2 separate regions of the Sus scrofa genome follow, and region 2 is linked to region 1. The links are chromatin contacts, called in public HiChIP or PLAC-seq maps. All regions are on one chromosome and are shown on one strand. The core of a region is the stretch at or near the end of the contact, and the rest is flanking DNA. Distances in the headings are between cores, read along the strand shown.

Region 1 (2,878 bases), core at 60-2,559:
TTAGATGCATTTATTCAACCACCAAAAAGGGTGGGGGGGAATTCTGGAAGTTCTTTTTTGACACAAAGCATTGACAATCTGTCAATGAAACGACCAGATCATTATTCCATCAATACATAATAGCTGTCTGGCTTAAATTAGGAGGAGTCACTCATTTTATTGAGTTACTGTATGAAGAGTTAATAAAAAGTTGGAAAATGCACTTCTGCTTGACTTGGGATCTGAAAGGTGTAGATCTGACACTGTTAACACAAACTGATGACATGATCACAAAAGCAAAAACAAAAAAACAAACAAACAAAAAAACCAAAACCGAAAAGTGAACAAGTTCTTTCAACAAAAAGCTTTTCTTATTTAGGCTCTGATCTCCAACTAAGCACAGGGCACTGGGGAGCCCTTGTCAGTAAGACTTTCAGATTTTCGTTTTAATGCCCCAATAAGTCAATTCTATTGATTTTAGCTATGGCTATTCAAGGGCAAAACAGAGGGCACAGTGAGGGCAACAATTTACACTGGATCATTTTCAAGGACTGAAATCCAACCGCTCAATACTTTACAATTGTTCCTTTGTGCACCTGATTATTCTAAAGGCACCGAGAGAATGCAGTACTTCTCTTTGAAAGAAATCGGCAACAAAACCTATGACAACATTACTTTGATCACAAACTGCTGCGGCACTTTAACCAAGAAAGGACAGGAAGTGTTGTCTTCTTAAATATCACTAATAAAACTATATTCTGGTGACAAGTAACAGACGTGCGTTCCTTAATTATGGCCTCCGGTGTCACTCCACAAAAATAACTTGTTAAAAGGTTAACACTAGCTTAGCAAGGTGGCAAATTTGCTTGATAACATAAAACACAGACAATCCACCACCACCGCTCTATCACACAAATACATAAACAGACTCGAAGTGGTGTTAAACACAAAAATTCTTACCCCATTTTGCCCAATGAAAACTTGCTCTGAAGTTTCTGCTCTTATACTACGTAATAACTTCCAAAGGAATTTCTCCGTCTGCTATTTCGCAGTAGCTTGTCCACCCCCCGAGATCCTTTTCTGGAGGTATTTCAGTGATGCTGTAAATTCAGTTAGTTCCCTTAGATAAAATGATTTCTTTCTGGGAAATACCAAAACGTTCAAACAGAGGTGGCATTTGCTTGTTAGAATTAAAATGCTGCGCGGAGGAGACAGCGGTCAACTCTATTCCACAAAATGAGTCTACGTGTCGGAAAACGCAGAATCCAGCTTCACCGAGTCCTGTGAAAAATGAGTTCGGTGGTCATTTCGTTCCTGTCCTCCTCCACACTCAGGGAGAGCCAGGTAACTCGGCCTTTTCGATGCTACTAAGGCTGCGGGTTCAAATTTCTCCACCACACCGGGTCCCTGGGGGTGGAGCGTGCAACCCAATGCGACGTGCACTGGAGAGATCCCTAAGAGAAAATAAAAATCCTAAAAGCAGTAATGTCACTGCTTCCCTGCGCTCACATTAGAAAAAGCTATATAGAAAAATCTCCTCGAAGTGCGAACCTGGCAACTCGCGACGTGCATGGCAGTCCACATTGGAATCTGTCTTTTAATTTTTTTTTCCCCCTCCTAAGACCGGGAGCAGAGAGGAGGCGGGGAGGAGGAAGAGAAGGCTGGGCAGGATCGATCCATTCTCCCGAGGAGAACACACGGAGCCATTTCCAGGCTGGCAGCAGGCTGGGGGCGCAGCGCACGCCGGGGAACAGGGGGGAGGGGGCCCGATCCCACTTCCCTCAGCCCCTGCCCGCCCCCCGCCGCCGAGCACAATGAAGCCCGGCTCGCGCCCGGCCCTTCATTCGCGGCTGCCCTTCTTCCCTCCTCTCTTCGGAGCACCGCAGGTCTGAGGCTCCCAGCGGCAAAGAATGAATGAATCAGAAAGCCAAGCCCCACGCTGCCCCCAGCACCGGCGCCCAGCTCCGGGGCGAGCTGAGCAGAGGCGGAGGACAGGGCTGAAGGGTCGACGGGCGCCCGCCCGACTCGAGGCGGGCAGCTAATCCTGCGTCGGGCGCAGGGGAACGGGGCTCGCAGCCGCGGAAGAGCCGCTGCTCCAGCGCCCCCACCCCTGCTCCTCGCCTCTCCCGCTCCGCGTCGCCGCCACACGCCGCCTCACAGTCCCCGGGCCCCGCCGCCGCCTCCTCACACTTCCATCACCGCCCCGCTCCGCCGGCCTCCAGCTCCCGCTCGGCAGAGCAGCGCCGGCCGGGCGGCCCGAAGCCCGCCGCTGCCTGTGCCTCCGCCCGCCGCTCGCAGAGCGGAGGACACCGCTTCCCAGGTCAGTGCAGCCAGCGAGAAGCGAGCGCGGCGGTAGAGCGGGCTGCTGGGGGCGGGGGAGGGGGGCGGGGAGAACGAGGAGCTGTGCGGTCCCTCCCCCTGCTCGCGGGAGGGGGCGCGAGGCAGTTGCAGCCGCCCCGACGCGACCGGGAGCCGGGGGTTGGGGTGCTGACGGGTCCCAAAGGCCCGGCGGGGCCCTGCGGCCAGCAAGCTGGAGGAGGCGGCAGCCGCGAGGGCGGTGGGGAGGCTGGTGGTCAGGGGCCGAGCCGGCCCTCGTGGGGAGCTAGGCCGGCCGGCAGATTCGGCTGTCCGTCCTTTTTTCCTTCCCCCCCCTCCCCTAGTGGCCAGCGGCGGGCGGGCTGTGCTCTCTGCTCCTCTGCTGGCTCCTGGCCCCGCTCCCGGCCGCCAGAGCCGCCTCTGTGCCCCACACCAGGTGCTCGCGCTGTGTCTCCATCCTCCCCGCAGGAGGACCTTTAAATAGCAACGTCAGCGCGCTCCTCGCCGCACACACGTCACCCGCCGTTCACGTCACCGGGGTGCGGGGGATGATGTCACGCGGCCGGAAGTACTGCTAAATTAG
Region 2 (2,843 bases), core at 277-2,776, 140 kb after region 1:
TAGGTCACAAACATGACTTGGATCCAGCCTTGCTGTGGCTGTGGTGTAGGCTGGCAGCTGTAGCTCTGATTTGATCACCTAGCCTGGGAGCTTCCATATGCCACACCTGCGTCTCTGAAAAGCAAAAACAACAAATCAGTGTTAGCTCTTCTAGCCATAAAATCATCTTACGGAAAAAAAAAAAAAAGTATCATGAAGATATCTCTACCTGTAGTAGGTAATCAGCTGGTTTTGTCTTGTTCTCTTTAGTGCAGGGAACAGTCCTTAAACACCTACTATGTGCTAAGTACTTTGCTAAGCTTCTGTGCTTGTGAGAAATGGGGATTGTGGGACAAAGATGAGTAACAAACTTCCAAAGTCTCCTGGGGGAAAGAGACATAAACCTAATTTGTGTATGGGATAATGAGGGAACCTGGAACAGATGTACTGAGCTTAAGTTGGGGTTTTCAGAGAAAGGTGTGATCTTGAATGATGAATAACCGGGAAGATGAAGGTAGGAGGAATGTTGAAGCTAGGATGAATGTTTTAGACAGAAGGAATTGTGTCCATAAAGGTACCATGGTGTGATTTGATGAATGCTAGGAAGTCCTGACTTCCAAAGATGAGACCACAAGGTAAGATAAGGGTTGTAAGTTGTGGGGTGTTTTTAGCACTTCTCTTCCTGAAGAGCTTGAGCTTTTCAGTCTTTGCACAGTTGGAAGCCACTGAGGGCTCTTAAGCATTAGCATAACAGGATCCAACTAAAGATCTGGATTTTTGGGGTTGAGTTCCAGACACAACAGATTTTGGCCAACGTGGGGGAAATTATTCCTTATTCACAAATTTAAGATTTATGAAGATAACAGTTCCTGGCTGAATAATCCAGGGGTCACTGAGGAGAATACACAACGTAGTGATTTGCAGATATGAAGGGAACCAATACTGATCCATGGTTCAAAACTGGGTTTCTGAAATGGGCAGACTTTGTTTCCCACTGGGTCGCTTTACTAGCAAGGAGACCCTGAGCCAGCTAGGAACTCAAGCCTTTCTGAGAGTTTTTCTCATTTCTAAAACTAGCACTGCAGTTAAACCGACCACAGCAAAGTTTAAGGGGATAATTACCACTGCCTGAACTAGTCTTAAGTACTCTGCTCTCGCTGTAAGGGTAGTTACTTGGTTGTGATGAGGGCCCATGGAGAAGCTCAGCTGGGCTCCAAACCCACTTGAGGGCAAAGAGAGGCTGGAGCGGCCCGGTGCCTTTCCCCCTTCCAATTCCCGGGTGCAGCGGGAGCCTGCGCCCCTCGGAGGGATGTTCTCCCGCCGCGCAAACGGCCTGCCCAGGATCTGTCCAAACTGGGGCGGGGAGGGCTGGGGGGAGTTGGCAGACGCGCGGGGAAGAGGACAAGCTGAGCCCGGGCCCCCGAACCTCGGTGGCGAAACTTTTTGACGCCTTCTATTTAAAGTAGCGGGGCTCGCCCGCCCCCGGGCGGGAACCCGAGACGCCCCGCCGGGACAGGGCAGGGCCGGGCCAGGCCGGAGGCGCCCTCAGAGGGAGAACACCAGGCGCGGCGCGGGCGGTTCCGGCTCCAGCTCCGGCCCGGGCGAGGCGCGATGGCGAGCAGCGACAGCAACCACGCCGCGGAGAGCGCCCTCAGCTCCGATGGGGACGAGGAGGCGACCCGGGAGCTGGACACCGAGGAGGAGTCGGAGGGCGAGGAGGGCGAGACGGCCGCGGAGTCGGAGTCGGAGCCGGACGCCAGGTAGCGTGGAGCCCTTGCTCCGGGCCCCGAGTGCGGCCGTCGGGGAGGGCAGGTGCTGCGCGGGGAAACGCCGCCCCCTTCCTTTTCCTCTTTTCGAGCGCGCTGGAGTTCACGTTCCTCGAGCTAAGCACTTTCTCTGTGGGGGCGCTGACTTGGTGAAAAACTTGAAGGTGAAGGTGCCTGTGTCAGCTGGAGTGACAGGCCCGCCTGCAGCAGCAAAGTTCATCCCTCCCCATCCCCCCTTCCTCCTTCATTACCACCCCTCCCCCCCAGGCAGCTCCTTGTGACTTTCGGCTCTTGTTTATTCCTGGGGATTTACTTCGCGTCCTCCCTAACTGCTGATTTGGGCTGAAACGCTTAGCTTTGGCCCAAAGCCTAGCAACAATTTTGAAAGCCTTAGTTAGAGGAGAAGAGGGTGTGGGGTGCAGGTGGAGGCGGAGATGCCTGCTCTGGAAACTTCAGATGACTGGAGGTCTCTTGGATGCCCAGCACTGCTAGAGGAGGACCTAATTTTGGTACAAAGCTCATAATTCTCTGGAGGAAAGCACGGATTTCAGGCGCTCCTATTCTTAAAATTCTGTTGGTGGTGGTGGTTTTTTTCTCTTAAATATCAACCTTTCAGTGCATGTGAATATAACTAGGTAGTACTATATAAAATTATGGGTCTCCCTCCATTTCTATCTCTCTGCATCCCTCTAATGTAGGCCCTGAAACGAAAGTAATAGGAGTCATCTCTCCATTTGGATTTGTTTCTGCTTTTCCTGGTTCTCTTTGAGTATGGGGTTTGAGGGTTTGTTTTTTAGTTTTAGGGGTTTTGTTTGTTTTTTGTTTTGTCCCTCAGTTCTGTCCCCTTCCTAAGTCTATTAATATCAGTACAAAGGCTTTGTAGGTGACAGATGGATGTGCCCATCTTATCCAAAGTTAGAAGTGCTGCTTAATCAAAGCCAGCAGAGCTGAAGCTGAAAAACCCCACAGAGTGGCACTGATTAGGGCGAATTGTCAGATAAGAAGTCTGGAATTTCGGACACAAATTTACCATGTAACTACTAAGTGGGAGGCCGGCACAGTCCCTGCCCTCAAAGGCTTTATGGAAGAAGTTTGGAA

What was found. HiChIP or PLAC-seq counts read pairs in DNA pulled down with a chosen protein or histone mark.
Region 2: a contact with region 1 is called in an H3K27ac HiChIP or PLAC-seq map of skeletal muscle. The contact joins the promoter of CMYA5 here to the promoter of HOMER1 in region 1. A contact is called at or near these places in 2 of 47 Hi-C or Micro-C datasets (heart right ventricle and skeletal muscle) and 1 of 2 datasets of contacts at active chromatin or transcription factors (skeletal muscle).

Annotation. Positions count from the first base shown.
Region 1 is chr2:88,252,534-88,255,411 of Sscrofa11.1, forward strand. It overlaps HOMER1 (homer scaffolding protein 1), which reads right to left and starts at 1,310. Exons shown (of 9, transcript NM_001243811.1): 1 at 940-1,310. The coding sequence starts at 944.
Region 2 is chr2:88,389,641-88,392,483 of Sscrofa11.1, forward strand. CMYA5 (cardiomyopathy associated 5) reads left to right here and starts at 1,527. Exons shown (of 13, transcript NM_001197307.1): 1 at 1,527-1,739. The coding sequence starts at 1,591.